Linked DNA regions of Sus scrofa: all the other regions are linked to region 1. Evidence: chromatin contacts called from public HiChIP or PLAC-seq data. All regions are on one chromosome and are shown on one strand. Each heading gives the region's core, a stretch centred on a gene start, on an enhancer-like site or on the middle of the called end of the contact. The rest is flanking DNA. Distances are from core to core; before and after follow the strand shown.

Region 1 (4,119 bases), core at 605-3,104:
GAAGAAATGTATCAACAGCAAGTTCTGCCTCTGGTCAGATGGGAGAACACCTTTCTTTGATACTTCTTGAATGTATTCTCCTTTTGAACCAGCTCAACCTTCAGAATTAGCTTTCCCACTAGTACCAGGTCTTTTCAGAGTATTAGCAGAGAAGTTGCCTTAGGAGACAGATGGGCTAAAACTGCCATTCAAACATGGCTCCCTCCTTTCTCATCATATGTGAAAAAGAAAGGAGCCTTTTACCTTGACTTCCCCAACCATCAACTTCACCTTTCTGAACAAGGCTGTGTAAGATGTTATGGACAGCAAAGGATAGAAGATCTAAGGGATAGAAGTGTCTGAAAATAATAAGAATGTTGATTGTTTCATATTATGTGAAGTCTGGAGGTGGGACAGTTTCAGCAAAGGTCAATTCATTGACATGGAAATACCACAGACCTACCTTAGCTTTTCCGCAGCTTTCCCCCCCAATTCTAAGCTCTTCTGTAGATCAGGCCTCAGATAATGTCAACAATCTTCAGAGACAGAAAAAAGGAATGCCCCCACCTTATGTCCCTCCATCAGACAACCCCCATGTCTCAATGGCCAGAATCAACACAATCTGCCCAGGCTTAAAACAATTTTTACACAAGACAAGGCCACCACAGTTGGCCTAGACCAATGAAGTCTCACCCTCTGTGGTTAGGTAGAGCTCAGTGCCTAAAAAGGACATAACCTTTCAAAGGACACAACCAAAATCAGAGCTTGACGGTAAGGTAGAAAGAAGGAAACAAACCTTTGGCAGGCAACCAACAGTGTCTGCAACAGAGAAATTTGGTCCCTTGACCTCTCTAGGAAGGAAATGAGTAAAATTATCCTAATTTTAAGCTTTGGGAAATCAAACTATTATAAGACAAGGATCCTGCTTACTCAGAGCTACAATCTGGTTGAAGAGATAAAGACTTCCAAAAGTGTTAACTCATAATGACTTTACCATTATTATCTGTGTGGGATGAAGCAGTAGCAAAGCCCCACCAAAATCTTCTTGTATGCAAAATGCTAAAGTAGGCTTACCAACGCAAAGAAAAAAAATCTTGTCATGCATGCTGAGTCGTGCAGTTTAATGGTACACACAACCCGATTCCAGATAAATGTCAAGACTGGAACAGGGACACTTGGCCTCAGTTTTAGTCTTTGTTACAAAATTCACCAATGCCTTCCTTTGAAGGCTACTGTGTTTTTTTGTTTGTTTTTTTTTTTATGGTCAAAAAGTACAATTTACAACTTCACTGAAACACTTCTGGGGAGTTTATAAAGGTTTTTTTGGAAAAACTTGAAATCTTCTAATCCTTTTGAGAAGAAAAATAGTTTTACAAAGAGAAATAGGTCAAGAAACTGTTTGATCCTAAAGCCATGACTGCAAGCTTTCCTCTCAAAATTTATATCAGGTGGAACATTTGATATCAAGTTGCTCTTCCACTGATCACTCATTATTCATTCACTTGACTTTAGGTTGGCCAGTCACTCCTATCACACTCTCTGAAATCTGGCAGGACCACAGGTGCTGAAAGCTTAGGGCTCAATCTTGTGCTCTCAGAAGGGCCAAAAGAGAGTGAAGGCTCTGGGGGCCTCCCCGACTTCTCTACCTCCTTGGTCCCCAGAAGTCCTTCCCTTGGAGCCCTTCCTCTTCCTACAGCAGGCCTTCCTCAGCTGCTGGGAGCTCCACCCAGGATAAATGCAAACCAACCCTCGGATTCCTCAGCAATGAACAACCAACACTACTACATTATGAAATCTCTTTCTTCTCTGACTCTGCTTCTCTCCAGAGAGGGCTGGAGTATGCTCTGGCCTCTGACCATAGAAGCAAATTTCCTCTGGAACCGACTCGAAAAGAAGAAATGAGTCATGAGGCTGCAGAGATAAGCTACCCAGAAAACTCCCCTGAGGAAATGGCCAGGAGTTTTCAGAGGGAGGCCCACTAGCTACAGTGTGGCCATCCTTGCTGTACCTTGTCTAAGAGACGAGGTTCCTACCTGTCAGAAAGACTTGGCTAGAAACAGAGGGATGAGCTAAGTAAACTTTCAGGAGAGCTGGGTTTCAAATGTTCCTGCCAGAAGGATTATATGTCCCCAGGCAGGTGTCCTTCTCCTGTGGCCCATGGTATCAGCTGTGTGTGCTCTTTTTCAGGGAGAAGTAGAAATACCAATCCACAGTTAGGAACTGGGGATTAAGATGAAAGAAGAGGGGAAGTATCACATAGTCTTTAAAAATTAAGCGTCAACCAAGGTTAAAATTCTACTCCACCACTTACAAACTATATAGCTGAGTGTGTTCCTGTCTCTAGGCAAGCATCCACTTCTATCTAAAAATAGAATAATAGAAGCTGCCCCCCCACTCCAATCTGTTAGAGAATTAAATTAGGTAGTAAGGTTACCAGAATATCCAATATATAAGGAACAATTGCAGCAACAGCGTGGGTGGTTATTAATAAAAGGATGACCAAGCAGTGGAATACAGCATTATGAGACCTGACACAGGGCTTAGCTCTGCATTCCTGTGTGGTTGAGAGAAGGAAGCAGAGATGTCAGTGAGGAAGCTGGAAGCCAGATCAGAAGTCCCTCTGGGGTGGAGGAATGTAGGGAGGAGCTGGCATAAACAAAAACTAGAGATAGAGGAGGAGGTCGTGAAAAAACAATCTCGTAGTCCTGGAGTTTTCCTCCTTGTGAAGCAGAGCTAAGCACCTCAATAAAAGTGAGCTAATGCCTCTCCCTTTACAAGAAGTCATATTACTTCATCTTAGAAACAATCTGCTCCAGGAACTATTACACTGGGAATCACAACAACACCACCTCAGACACATCCAGGGCAGCAGCCCCAGGTACACAGCCCTGTTGCAGTGGGAGAGCCTGCTATCATAAAAAGTAGATTGAAAAATAGGAGCCCCTCTGAATTAGGTCAACAGCCAGGCCCAGAGTCACAGAGCTCTCCCAGCTGAGAGAGACTTTTCAGAAAGATGCTTGCTGGTCAGTCCAGAGTCACTAGTATGGTTGGTCACCCCTCAGACAAAAACTAGACTTAAGCAGGAGGATCCACTTTTATCTTGGGGAGTGCCAGAAAGGTCAAGAGAAAAGTGAAGGGCATTTTTCCTCCATCAACAAAAATATTCATAAAAGTTCAATGCCTATAATAGTTAGCCATTGGCAAAAAGATGATTATTCAAGAAAAGCTTATAGTGAACTCCCTTATTAGGGGGAAATATTCAAATTTGAACTTCATTATAAGCTTGTTTATACATTTTCTTGATTGATTGAGGATTTGTGTTTATAAAAAGAAACAAAAAGGAAAATCTGCAGCTGCAAAAGCAGCATAAACAAACTTAAGGAACATATGTGAGTTTAACTTATCTGGGGGTAAAGTGGAAATTTTTAAATATGGCCGCAAATTCTGTGATCTGTCTCCCATGAAGCCTCTCTGAATCTGGGTAGGCTTGAGACTGCTTTGACCAATAGAGTTGACATCCAAAGTCCACATTATAAAAAGCCTTACAGTTATTTGCTCGAACACCCCCCTTTCGGAGTCCTGAGCTGCCATGTGCAAATTCTAACTACTCCAGTTCTGCCACATCAAACAGTCCATGTGGAAGCACTTGGGGGACAGTCCCTCCTGAACCGGGCCTTCCAGCTGTCTCCACAAGGCTCCAGACACAGGGGTGTCACCTCCTTGGATCCTCCCAATCAGCCAGCTGATGAACACTGAAATGATTTCTATCAACATCAGGTGGAGCAGAAAAGTCACCAGCTGAGCCCGCAAAAACCTTGACCTGCAAAAACTGTATAATCAAATTGTTGTTGTTTTAAGTCATTGAGTTTTGGTGTCATTAGTTATACAGCAGTAGATAGAAAAGGACCTTCTAATCATGAAAGCTTGATTGGAATTAAAAAAAAAGAAAGATGGAGTTCCCGTCATGGCGCAGTGGTTAACGAATCTGACTAGGAACCATGAGGTTGCAGGTTCGATCCCTGGCCTTGCTCAGTGGGTTAAAGGATCTGGCGTTGCCCTGAGCTGTGGTGTAGGTTGCAGACGCGGCTCGGATCCTACGTTGCTGTGGCTCTGGCGTAGGCTGGTGGCTACAGCTCCGAT
Region 2 (4,119 bases), core at 1,108-3,607, 380 kb before region 1:
AGCAGAATTCACTGTTCCTGTAGGTGTGCTGGATAAACCTGTTTTTACAGACACTCCAGTTATGACAAAATTTGGGTATCATATTATAATGATTAAGGGGAAAAATAAAATTGTATGAAAGATTGCAAAAAAAAACCCCCAAAACACCCTTACACATAAAGCAGGCTCTATCCTCAATCAGCATCTTCTAAACTTCCTTTCTCCCTTCCTTTCTTCTCTTGTTTCTAGCATGTAAAGACATTAACAAGGAAGAACAACAACTTTACCTAGCCTGATTTCTAAAGAACTAAGGTGTACATACCTGAATGAATTGTTGGTTTGATATATGTCTTTGACATTTAGGGATCCAGGTCCTGGAGTCATGGCATGAAAAGAAGTTTGGGCAAAATGCAGAAGGCATTTGGGAATGAGAAGATTTGTTGGTGAAGATCTGATTCCTACTCCTGGAAAGGAGGCTTGTCAGTGAGGAAAGATTTTCGAACGAGGAGTGGGAGAGCTGAGAGGTTTCGTCACAGACCAGGAAGTGCAAAGTTAAATCCAGGGCAGCTGGGCCCAGAGTTACCAATAATTCCCTAATTCCTACCCCTGGAAATGTTTCTGCTATTTATTTTTCATTTTTTCCCTCTTTTGTTTTCTTTTCCCCTTAGCTTGCAGTCTATTCTGAAACAAACCCAAAGCGGCTTCTGATGATGTCATCCTTAAACAATGATAGCAATAATATTTATCACTTGTTATATGACTGAAAATGTACCAAATACTTCACATCTTATCTCATTGAATTGTCACAATGCACATGTAGGTAGATACAATTATGATCCCCAAACTACATGTTTAAAAAAAAAAAAGAGCTCTGAAGAGGTTAAGTGACTTTCTTTCCCAAGGTCACACTCCTAGTTAGTGGCAGAGCAGAATTAGACTCATCAGACTAATGAATTCATTTATTTAACAAATATTTATCGAAAGCTCTTATGTGAAAGCCATTATTCAAGGAGCTTGAGATACAGTGGAAAAAAAGAGAAACAATAGAAAATCCCCCCCCCCTTATAAAGCTTATATTCTACTGGGAAGAGACAGAATGATAAACAATTGAAAATAGTTAGAGTGTTAACAGGAGTTAAAATGAGTCAATGAGGAGTTCCCTTGGTTAAGGCCAGGGAGTCTGGAGCTCAGTAGGTGGGGGTATTGAGGAATTGGGTACCAATGGAGAAGTGGGCAGAGCTGAGCATGTTCAGGTTTATTTATCAAGAATATTTCACAAGGAGTTCCCGTTGTGGCTCAGTGGGTTAAGAACCTGACATAGTGTCTGTGAGGATGTAGGTTTGATCCCTGGTCTCCCCTTACCCAGTGGGTTAAAGATCTGGTGTTGCTGTGAGCTGTGGTGTAGGTCACAGATGGGGCTAGGATCTGGCATTGCTGTGACTGTGGTGGAGGCCGGCAGCTGCAGCTCTGATTCCACCCCTGGCCTAGGAACTTCCATGTGCTGTAGGTGTGGACTAAAAAGAAAAAAAAATATATGATAAGGTCATCAAATACTTCCATAAAGAGGTATGTAATGTTTGGTAGCCTCTTGATTTATGTTTAAAAAGGTCACTCTGACCTTTTTAAAGGTCTTTTTTTGGGAATGATTCTTAGTGAGGTCAGTGTGTGAACAGGGACTCAGAAAGGAGGCTCTTGGGTAGCTGGGATAAGAGATATAGTGCCTCTCATGGGGATGGGATACCAGCAGAGATGGAAAGAAGATGCAGGGTGCTTTAGGGAGTAGAGGTGAATGGACTTGCTGATGGATAGAGGAAGTGGGCAATTGGATGAGAGACAGGCTCAGAGAAGCTGCTGGGTTTTGGCTTCAGCCATCGCTGCATAGGAGTGAATTGATCACTGAGAAGAGGAACAACATTTGCCTGAAACTTTATGATTTGCAAAGGACTGTCAGCTATATTATCTCTTGTTTTTACAACAAGCCTTGAGAGGTAGTAAAAATATAATCTCTGTTTCACAGACAAGATAATTAAGCCTCTGAGAGGGTAGATTTGTTTCTATCCACACAGTTAGTAAATGGAAAGTCTGAGTGGGAAACTTGGGCTTCTAGATGCAGCGGGTCTGTTGCTTATTTCCCTAGAGAATTGTCCCCCCGAAAGCCAGAAGGAATCCTGTACACAAGCACAGTCTCCATCGCTGAATAAAGTCACACATTTTGATTCTTCTCTACTATTACCTCTATTTCAGGTTAATTTACCTCATACTTATAACTTTGACAATCAAACAGCTTAACAGCTATTTCAGACATCTATTCCTGCTAGAGGATGCACTGTCCCTATTTTTGGAAGCCGGCTGACGCAGAAGAAAGGTAATGTGATAGAGAACCTTTAGACCCTTTTAAATCACCAACGCAAATCACCACCAGATTACCAAGGATCTAAATATGTACTGTCTAATGACGTTCATAAAGATGCCAGCACACCGTTATGTTCCTCTTTGATGTTTTAGCAGTATTTACATAGAATTCTAAAGAACTACTTTCCAAAAAAGAGTTTTAGATATTCTATAGATGTTATCGCCACTGTTTTTTGCAATAACCCTGAATAGCTCAGGGAGGTCAATCTCCTCAAACATCTAGAAAGAGCCTGTTTGAATATTCGAATCCTAGTCTGTAAAGTCAAAGGCCATGCTGTTTCCACCATGACACTGTTTATTAGAGGGAAGAAATCCAATTCTGGTCCCTTTGACATTTAGTGTCCTCCCTCCTCACTAGCCACCTCTAGTGATGGTGAGCAGGCACAATTCACCACAATTGGTTACTTTAGTAAATAATTTTCAATATAAGTGAATTAAAATAAAATGTTATCAATTTTTCCCACTAGAAATTTTTGCTAATGTCCTGGGAATTTGCAAAATCAGTAATCTGTTGACTTTAGCTCTATGTCTGTGATACTGCCTTACTGATAGCTTTCCAAAGAAGATAGTGGGTAATCAAGGCAAACTCTGTGGAATTTTGATGAGCACAAACAAACCAGGGTAACATTTAAATTATGTGCAGCAGGTAAAATCTAAGTCTTGATATTTTCAGTGGAAAACTAGTTTGGAATAGAGAAAAAAATAATTTAATATGTTACTATTAAACATAAACTTGCTTTGGGATTTTGCTTGCTTTCATCATCAAGTAACTAGCCCTAAAGTTCTCAGCCAGGCTTGGATTTAGGATGTCAGGCTCTGGTAGTGAGAGCTAGATGGTGCTATAGTATAATTGCCAGCTGCCCAATTACTACCAGTTTGTCTGACTGTAATGAATGAGGGTTCTGGAATATGAAATTCAGCTCTGTGTTGCTCGTATTTTCTGTAAGTGCAATATAATACAACATAAAATGAAGAATTTTATCTTCTCTCTCTTTCTCCCCCCTGCTCTTTCCATCTGATATGCCTACCAGCCACCTCCCCCCGCCGCCGCCCCAACAGACACGCACTTTGCTGACATTTTTCCTAGAATAAACAGGTGAGAATCACTATTCTGGGTGGTCTGACTGTTTCCAGAGTGACAAACGCATCTTTTATCCTATGTCCCAGATTCAGCAGTTCTTTTTCTATCTAATCAAAGAGGGCTAAAGTTTTTATAGGTCATATGTGAGATAAGGTTAGTGCCAACTTACATGAATGGCTTGTAGTCTTGCAGGAAGGACAATGAATGGTATTTCAGAGTGGGAAGGAGACATTGGACGTTTTTCAGTTCAATTTCCCACTTGGGTTTGATGTAGTTCATTTTTTGAGTTTGAAAAAAAAAAGTACTTCCAGATATTCCAGTTTATTTGCAAGGGTTAAGGAAGGCCAGGAATAAGTTTCTGGTATAGGAAGGCCCATGACTGTGTGCTCTTACATGATAGTGCATAATGCTGGGAAAATGAAGGACCAGAATGTTAACAGAATGGTACCTTCCAAGTGTGTGCTCCTAATGTCACATGCTATCCTATAGGAGGAGCCAAACCATTCAACAAATTCAGCTGAAGCATTTAAGAAAATGAGACTTTTTGCTTCCCACAACCTCTCTTTCTTTAGTCCCTGTCTCTACAGCTTCTAGTTGTCATAAATGTCACAAATACCTCACCTATTCTTGATATAAGAACATACTAT
Region 3 (4,119 bases), core at 736-3,235, 330 kb after region 1:
TCATTGACTGATTCTTTCTCTTAGACCTCAGACCTAATCCATTAGGAAATCTTAATAGCTCTACCTGCAAAATGTATACATTCTAATCACTGCACTACCTCCATTGCAATCACACTACTCCAAGCCACCATACTCTCACCTAGATTATACCTTATAACTGGTCTCTCTACTTCCGTCCTTGACTACTGCCCCCAGCCACAACTATTCTCAAAAAAACAGCCAAGGAGATCTGGTAAAAATGTAAGTTTAACCACCTCACTCCTCTGCTTAAAACTGTAGACTCAGACTTCCTATTTCTATCAGAATAAAGTCAACCCACATTCAATGGCATGCAAGATCTGGCCTCTAGTTGCCTGTCTAATCTCATCTCCCACAACTGTCACTCTAGCTTACTGCGCCAGAGCTACACTGTTACTTGAACACACGGCATTCTCTACCTAAGAGCCTCTCCACTGGCTGCCTATTTCCTGGAATACTTTTTCTCCAACATCTGCATGGCTCATCCTTTCTCACTCTCAAGTGAAAAATAGTCTCATTATTATCTTCCCTACCAACTCTGGCCATGTCCCTCTAAATTACATCCACCACTATTACGAGCATCTCCAGTGTTCATCACCATGCTCATTTTTCCCCTACAGCATTTAACACTTTCAAATATTATGCATATTATAATAATATGCTAATTATTTACTGTATAACTCCCTCAAGAGTATGTAAGACCTGATAGGGCAGGGATTAGTGTCTGTTTTGTTCAAGGATATACCCCAAGGGACCAGGTATATGCATAGCATATTATTGTTAAATATTTCTTTAAACAATTTATTTAAATAATTTATTTAAATATTTATGGTATTATTAAATATTTGTTGAATGAATAAATAAACTTAAAAAGCAGAACTTATCCAGTGGCCAGTATCAAATAAAAATTTATTAATGCCTAAAAAGCTGAATTTATTTATTTCTCCATTCTTTCAACAAATATTGAGTTCCTTCTCTTTGCCAGGCACCACAGCAGACACTGAGGATATTCAAAACAGACAAGGCCCTGTTGACACTGAGCTCACTTACGACTTTCTGTGTCTCCTCCTAGCACTTTAAAAAAATGGTATAATTCTTTGGAGTTCACACTGTGGTGCAGTGGGTTAAGAATTCAACTGCAGTGGCTCAGATCACCCTGCGGCTTGGTTTCAATCCCCTGCCCAGCGCAGTGTGCCAAAGGCAATGTAGTCTCCACTGAGGCTCAGACTCAATCCCTGGCCTGGGAACTTCCATATGCCATGGGTGTAGCCATAAAAAAAAAAGTATAATTCCTGTAATAATAAATGTTATAAAGACAATACAATGCATAAGTAAATGTGTTAATGATTAGGGACAGAGAGCTTCCTTCAACTAGAATAGAGTGTAAAGCCCTCTGGGAAGAGATGTTATTTAAGGTAAAACCAAAATAAGTAGAAGTCAGTCACAAAGAAATCTGGGGTGAATATTTCAGAGACAAAACATATAAAGCTTTAAAGGGGAGGGGGAACTTATGAATTCAAGAAAAAAAAAATAGCTGATACGATCTGAAGGTAGTGGTAGAGAAGCAGATATGGTGGGGAGGCAGTCTACCTCCACTGTGGGGCCCTAAATCCACCCTGACATTTTTAGCAATTTAGACGCATCTTAGAATGTTATTTTTATATCACCTCTCTCTTGTGCTCTTCTCTCTTTTCCCACTGGGGAAAATGCCAATGGTACTGAGTGTCAGTACCAGTGAGTCAAAATCTGAGAAGCCTGTTCCTTAGCAGACCTGGTACTTTTGTGCAAATCAAAAAAAGTTGGACTTTCCTTGTAACATTTTCTGTCATATATTAAAATATATATATGTGATAAATAAGCATATCTGCAGTTCACTTGCAGTTGTGTCGTGCAACATGCACAGCAGCATGTAGGGCCCTAGTTGCAAACCAAAGTGGTTCCATTTTTCCTCTGCTTCAAATACTGAATGCTGTAGATGCTAAATATACACACAGTTCTGGATACTTTGCTATTATTAGTATTCAGCATTAACTACGGTTGGCTACTGATTCTTAGCATTAGCCTCAGGTGAAAAGGAATGAGTACTCTTTGAGAATCAGTCATTGGAGAAAATACTATGTGCACGCTCAAAAGATGCAGATTCAAGGGGCTGTAGGCATGAATGTACTTCTGTAAAAGTGGATAAAGCCGTGACTATATCATCAAGTGTTAGAAGTACTGATTATCACACAGTCTATCTGAAAAGCTGTATATTAGAATAATCTATTCTACCTTTTGAAAACTTTGACCTATATTATTTCATGTGACTCCTGGGTTATCTTAATTTAGTAGTTTTAGGTTTCCTTTAAATAAAATAAAGGATATTTTGGTGGAGTAATATATTCTGCAAAACCATTTTCAAGTTTAATCCCAAAGGGGGCCATTTTCATTATCTAGGCTTCAGTTTCCTAATTTATGAAACGGAAAAGTATGTGTCTTCATCTTCATGAGAAATAATCTGTGATACTATGTCCTTTCTAGATGAAGAGCATTCATATGCCACATCAATATGATTAAAATTAATAAGCAACTAATAATATTCATAAAGGAGATGGTGCCTGAAAGAACGTGTCCAGCAATGAAGGACTGCCACCTAGTGTTCAATGTGGGTTTCAGCATATCCAGGCCACACAACCATTTAACAAACACCTCTCAACCATAGCCCTGTAATTATGTATTAAATCATGGTAATTCTGCAGAGGGCCTAGTTCAGTGTCAAAATATGAATTATGACTTTTTGAATAAAATTTGTATCACTCATATGCTCTATAAATTGAGTTTACAAAAGGAAGTAAACAGTCTTCACTTCTGACTACAAAAAAAAAAAATTAGAAATTTACTCCTAAAAATTTAAAAAAATAGTAAATATCTTGGCCCCAATTTCAGTAGGCTAGAAAGAGCCTGGGATTTCAGGCTAAACAGATTCAAATCAGAACCCTGTCAGTTAACAGCAGTATAACCTTGGGTGTCTTTTATTTTTATTTTTTTTGTGTGTGTGCGTCTTTTCTAGGGCCGCATCCACAGCATATGGAGGTTCCCAGGCTAGAGGACTAATTAGAGCTGTAGCCGCTGGCCTACACCACAGCCACAGCAATGCCAGATCCGAGCTGCATCTGTGACTTACATCACAACTCACGGCAATGCCAGATCCCCAACGCGCTGAGCAAGGTCAGGGTCGGAACCCGCGACCCCATGATTCCTAGTTGGATTCGTTAACCACTGAGCTACAATGGGAACTCCCTGACGTTGGGTGTCTTTTCAACCTGAGATGGTTTCCTTATATGAAAAGAACTTACAGTAGGCATAAAATAAATGACTATATTAGTTATTAAGAAAAACGGGTTTCTCGTTCTGATTTATAAAGAAGTTAATTTGGTTTTTCATATATTCCTCTCCAGTCAACAGGGCTTTAAGAAATGTTTTAATGAAAAGACAACAATTTCATTTCTCTCTATCCCTTGCATAAAAAAAGGACTTAAACTGAATTTTTTTTGATCCCTGCCCTAACCAATTCCAAGCAAGTTTAAAGCATTTTTTTAGCCACTAAAGAAATTATTGGGTTCAAACAGCAGTTCTTATGAAAGAAGACTAATACAGTGAGTTCTGTTCACTTGCTTTTTAACATCTAATACATTACATAACAGGGTTTTCAACAATTTATAAAAATAATTTTTTAAATCCTGTTAAAATATTTCAAGAATATCTTCCTCATGACATTTAAAAAAAAAAAAAAAAGGATGGGATTAATCCAGTATGTGTGTGTGTTTAATCTTTTTTTCTTACCCTTGAATTAATGTCGTCAAATTTCAATAATTTACCCTTGCAAATTCTCCAAAATTAAGCTTCTTTTGGCTTAATCTTCCCTTTAACATTACAAATTTATTCTTTGTATAAGTGACAATTTAGCTGTAACACACAGGAACAGTCTCATGACAGCTCAGTATATTAATTAGGAAGGCCTAAGTACAATGTTTCAGAGGGCCTCCATGGGCTTGGTCTGGGAATACAAAGGAGCATAACAAATAAATTCTGCTCTTCCAGGAGCTCACTTCCCTGGGCACA
Region 4 (4,119 bases), core at 767-3,266, 270 kb before region 1:
GTGCTTAACTAGAGGTTGCTGTCACTGCAGCTATGATTATTATTACCTGTTATCACAGGGCAAGTCAATATGCCTAACATGTAACAACGACAAGGCTGAGGCTCCCTCTCAGCAAAATCCTCAAGTTAGGAAAGAACGAAAACCTGTCCTATGCTTTGGGACCATCAGCCTTAGCTAGAAAATAGCCCAGAGAACGGTCCTTGTGTGACCAGAGAGGCCTGACTTTTGGTATGTTTGGAAAACCCTGTTTGCTTGGAAATTCTCTTATCACTGTTTCAGAGCACTTTTGATTTTTTTTGTCGCCCTCTCTCCTAGAATCCAGGGCCTCTGGTGTCCAGCCTTCTCTCCCTAACACTCCACTGTGCACTTCACATGAGGCAGGAAAGGAAGGGGATTTCTATTCATTGGGCCTCTCCTATGGGCTGCACTATTTTGCTCTCCTTAGGTAATGAGTGGTCCTAAGTTTGGGAGTATTTAAATTTTTATGTGCTTCATTCTTTCAAGGTACTGTTTTTGAGGCCACATCTGACTAATTTTAATTAATCAATAATTACTGAGATCTTGAGGGTGACATTGCTTCTAATCTGCTGCATAAAATATATCCATATCTCAAACTAAGCTTTTAATACCAATACTGAGGGGGGGTTAGGCTATACACATGGACTTGTGCAGACCTGGGTTGCACCTTGGGTCTGCTGTATCCTAGCTGTGTTACCTTAGGCAAAACAGGAACCTCTCTGAAACATTTTCACTTGCAAACTAGGAATTATAATAGCTATTTAGTAGTTTTATTAAAATTATGAAATGTGACTTTATAAACACCTTATAACACTATTTTATTTTATTTTTTTAATTTAATTTTATTTTTATTAGAATGTAGTTGATTTACAGTGTTGTGTCAATTTCTGCTGTACAGCATAATGACCCAGTCATACACATATATACATTCTTTTTCTCATACTATCTTCCATCATGGTCTATCCCAAGAGACTATATATAGCTCCCTGTGCTGTAAAGTAGGATCATTGCTTATCCATTCTAAATGTAATAATTTGGATCTACCAACCCCAAACTCCCCATTCAGCCTACTTTCTTCCCCCTCCCCTATGGCAACCACTATAGATATTTTAAATGATAGTTACCATTAAAAAACAGAATGGGGAGTTCCTATTGTGGCATAGTGGGATAAGAATCTGACTGCAGCAGCTTGGGTCACTGTGGAGGTGTGAGTTCGATCCTTGGCCCTGCACAGTGGGCTACAGGATCATGCATTGCCGCAGCTACAGCATAGGTCACAACTCTGGCCTGGATTCAGTCTCTGGACTGGGAAATTCCATATACCACAGGAGCAGCCATATAAAAAGCAAAAAGGAACAAAATAAACAGCCAAAAATCCTCCCAAACAGAGTGGGACTTTAGGCTTATTGTGAGACATTGGATGTGAGATTGGAAGAAATTTCAGGTGCCTCTTATGACATTACGTGGGAACCTGCTTACTTTGTCAATCAGTGGTATTTCTCTCACACTGAAAAGATAAACACAATTCAGTCTTTTCATAGCACTCATAAGGAAAATTTTACCCAACTGATCTCCTGATCCAGTTTGGAGATGAGACAAGATCTAAAACACAGAGACATACCTTTCTTGTTAATGCTTCACTTTTTGCCCTTGAGGTACCAAATATCTAGGCTTCTTAGAACAGGAACAAAAACCAAAGCAAGGCCAGCACACAGGCTTGACAGGGACAGAGCACTTCCAGCCTTTCTCCCTCTTCAAATAACAAAGGCTCAAAGACGCAGTCAATGCAGCCTCTGGGTCCTCCTTAAAGTTTGGGGCTCTTCAGCCGTGGAATCCAAATTACTCCTCTGGATGCTCTCCCAGAGCAAAACTCTGGCTTCGAATTCTCTGGATAGAAGCCACACTAAAGAAATTTCCTACTGCCAGCATGTACAGGAGAAACATGGAAAATACTGATCAGGCAAGAACACAGTTAAGTGTTTCTAGGATACCTCAGCCAGGAGGAAGCTTTGTCATTAGCTTCTCAGGATAGAGAAACCAGGCCCTCCACTTCCCGTTTGGCTAGTATAGAAGAATGGAAAGGAATGCCAAGGAACTAAAGACCGGTCTGGGAGAACCATAATTCATGACTGAACAGATTTCTTAATCTTTATTTTCTGTCCTGCAGGGCTTGTGTGTTTCCATGAATTTAGTTAAAGCATCTATGGGGAAACGAGTGTGCCTTTGATAACACTCTGTTCCACATTGTGTATACCTTTTCTTTTTTTCTTTTTAACTCTTTGGGTTTTTAGGCCCAGAGCTTTGACTTAATCAAACACTTTTCTTAACTCATGGCACACTACTATGTTTGATTTCACAAGGTCCCTTTCTTATTTCATTTTAGTTTTCACTGTATCTCCCATTCCCCATTATTATTCCTCACCATTGAGTAGGCACCTCCATTATGATATTTGATATATGTTCCTGATATGTATGTATCTGCAGAAAATTTGTGGTGGTTTTTTGTGTAGGTATATGCTTTCAGCTTATGTAATATTGTCTCATTCTATTTCTTACCTTTTTACTTAATACTGTATTGTAATGTATAGTTACTAGTTAACTGCTTCTGACAGCTGTATACTATTCCATCTGATGATGGACAGCTATTTGCTGCTATAAATAATGCTCATTTTAAATGGGTGATTTGTATTTCTGAGATGCTCCAATCAAACAAGAACCCATTCTGAGAAAGCCTTTTCCTACAGAGAAATCTTTATACCATTTCCACCCAGCCCTTTCTGCTACTTCAGACCGTGGAGTAAGAATTTACTTCTACAAAGTAAGAATCTACTTCTGGCCCTAGAGATACAAAGCAATGCCTGAGCTCTAAGCTGGGGAAAAGGCTTTTATTCCAATAGGAAACCTATTAGAATTCAACCCTCCCCCATTTGGAAAAAGAAAATTATGGGTTTTAACATGACAGTATCTGGGGGGTTAATTATGCAGTGTTGACGATGAAACTGTCTTATTTAAAATACTAAAATACAGTATTTGAATATAGACTGACGTATTTAAGACACTAGCACAGGTGGCTACCAACCTTTAGATTCAACCCTCCCCCATTTGGAAAAGAAAATTATGGGTTTTAACATGACAGTATCTGGGGGGTTAATTATGCAGTTGTTGACAATGAAACTATCTTATTTAAAATACTAAAATACAGTATTTGAACATAGACTGATACTAGCACAGATGAGCTTGTCTAGTAATATTGAAATACATCACTGAATCTATGAAGGAATATATAATATTGGTAGAGAACTATTGAATAAGAAAAGAATTTTAAGATCAAACACATTTCTTAGAAAAAGTTGTGTGGGACAGTCTTCTGACAAGATCATTCAACATGATGGGCAATTTAATGAATTTGCAATCTGGTTGCCTTTAAAAAACAATTATCTGGCTGTGTTTTTGAGTACACAATGTTACCATGTTTCAAGCATAATAATTAGCAGTGCTAGCAGAAGTAATATGTCTTTTACATTTAGATTTTAACTTTCTTGTATGTCACTTGTACAAAGATTTTTGTAGAAGTGCTATTTAGCTCGTGGAAAAACAACGGGAAAAAAATCCAAATATTTAACAATAAAGAATTTTTGCCAAGCCACATTCATAAGTATAATAAAATACTTACTGCATAATCTTTAAAAATAAGTAAACAGGATATATCAATGTAGTACAAGAAAGACTCCACACGTGTATTGAGTATGAATCACAAAATTGAAAGATGGAGTACATATACAAATTAGAGTGCATAAAAATTTGTTCATGAGTTTAGAAAAAGAATTGGACTTTAGCTAGATGGAATTCATTGTATGTTTTTCATCTGTAATGTTATGATAAAATATTTTAACAATGAAATATGTTTATGTTTTAATTTTAAGACTGCATGGATAGTTTATGTAAATTAACTCATAACTCTCATATGGCACTCTCATAACTCTCAGATAGTGGTGATGTGGAGTAAGTAAAAATAAAAGACAGTAGGTGTTTTATAGAGCCATCTGAATCAGGGGTCACTGACCATGGCCTGGGCCAAATTCAGCCTGCTGCCTGTTTTTG

The links. HiChIP or PLAC-seq counts read pairs in DNA pulled down with a chosen protein or histone mark.
Region 2: a contact with region 1 is called in an H3K27ac HiChIP or PLAC-seq map of skeletal muscle, with 9 times the contacts expected there. The contact joins two enhancer-like sites. A contact is called at or near these places in 3 of 47 Hi-C or Micro-C datasets (psoas muscle and skeletal muscle) and 1 of 2 datasets of contacts at active chromatin or transcription factors (skeletal muscle).
Region 3: an H3K27ac HiChIP or PLAC-seq map of skeletal muscle shows a contact between it and region 1, with 2.9 times the contacts expected there. The contact joins two enhancer-like sites. A contact is called at or near these places in 2 of 2 datasets of contacts at active chromatin or transcription factors (alveolar macrophages and skeletal muscle).
Region 4: an H3K27ac HiChIP or PLAC-seq map of skeletal muscle shows a contact between it and region 1. The contact joins two enhancer-like sites. A contact is called at or near these places in 2 of 2 datasets of contacts at active chromatin or transcription factors (alveolar macrophages and skeletal muscle).

The regions. Positions count from the first base shown.
Region 1 is chr4:81,983,381-81,987,499 of Sscrofa11.1, reverse strand. No RefSeq gene overlaps it. Among named protein-coding and RNA genes, the nearest start is that of ATP1B1, 48 kb to the right of the region's middle. Within about 2 kb of position 1,854, at least 24 of the 83 cell types and tissues checked have an H3K27ac peak or open chromatin away from gene starts, as enhancers often do. A contact at or near this core is called in skeletal muscle, where this site is marked.
Region 2 is chr4:82,361,424-82,365,542 of Sscrofa11.1, reverse strand. It overlaps LOC106510102, which reads left to right. Exons shown (of 9, transcript XR_002343354.1): 2 at 2,224-2,344; 3 at 3,423-3,487. Among named protein-coding and RNA genes, the nearest start is that of XCL1, 73 kb to the left of the region's middle. Within about 2 kb of position 2,357, at least 2 of the 83 cell types and tissues checked have an H3K27ac peak or open chromatin away from gene starts, as enhancers often do. A contact at or near this core is called in skeletal muscle, where this site is marked.
Region 3 is chr4:81,652,682-81,656,800 of Sscrofa11.1, reverse strand. The region is part of intron 1 of NME7 (nucleoside diphosphate kinase 7); the gene reads right to left. Among named protein-coding and RNA genes, the nearest start is that of NME7, 15 kb to the right of the region's middle. Within about 2 kb of position 1,985, at least 3 of the 83 cell types and tissues checked have an H3K27ac peak or open chromatin away from gene starts, as enhancers often do. A contact at or near this core is called in skeletal muscle, where this site is marked.
Region 4 is chr4:82,253,093-82,257,211 of Sscrofa11.1, reverse strand. No RefSeq gene overlaps it. Among named protein-coding and RNA genes, the nearest start is that of DPT, 33 kb to the left of the region's middle. Within about 2 kb of position 2,016, at least 6 of the 83 cell types and tissues checked have an H3K27ac peak or open chromatin away from gene starts, as enhancers often do. A contact at or near this core is called in skeletal muscle, where this site is marked.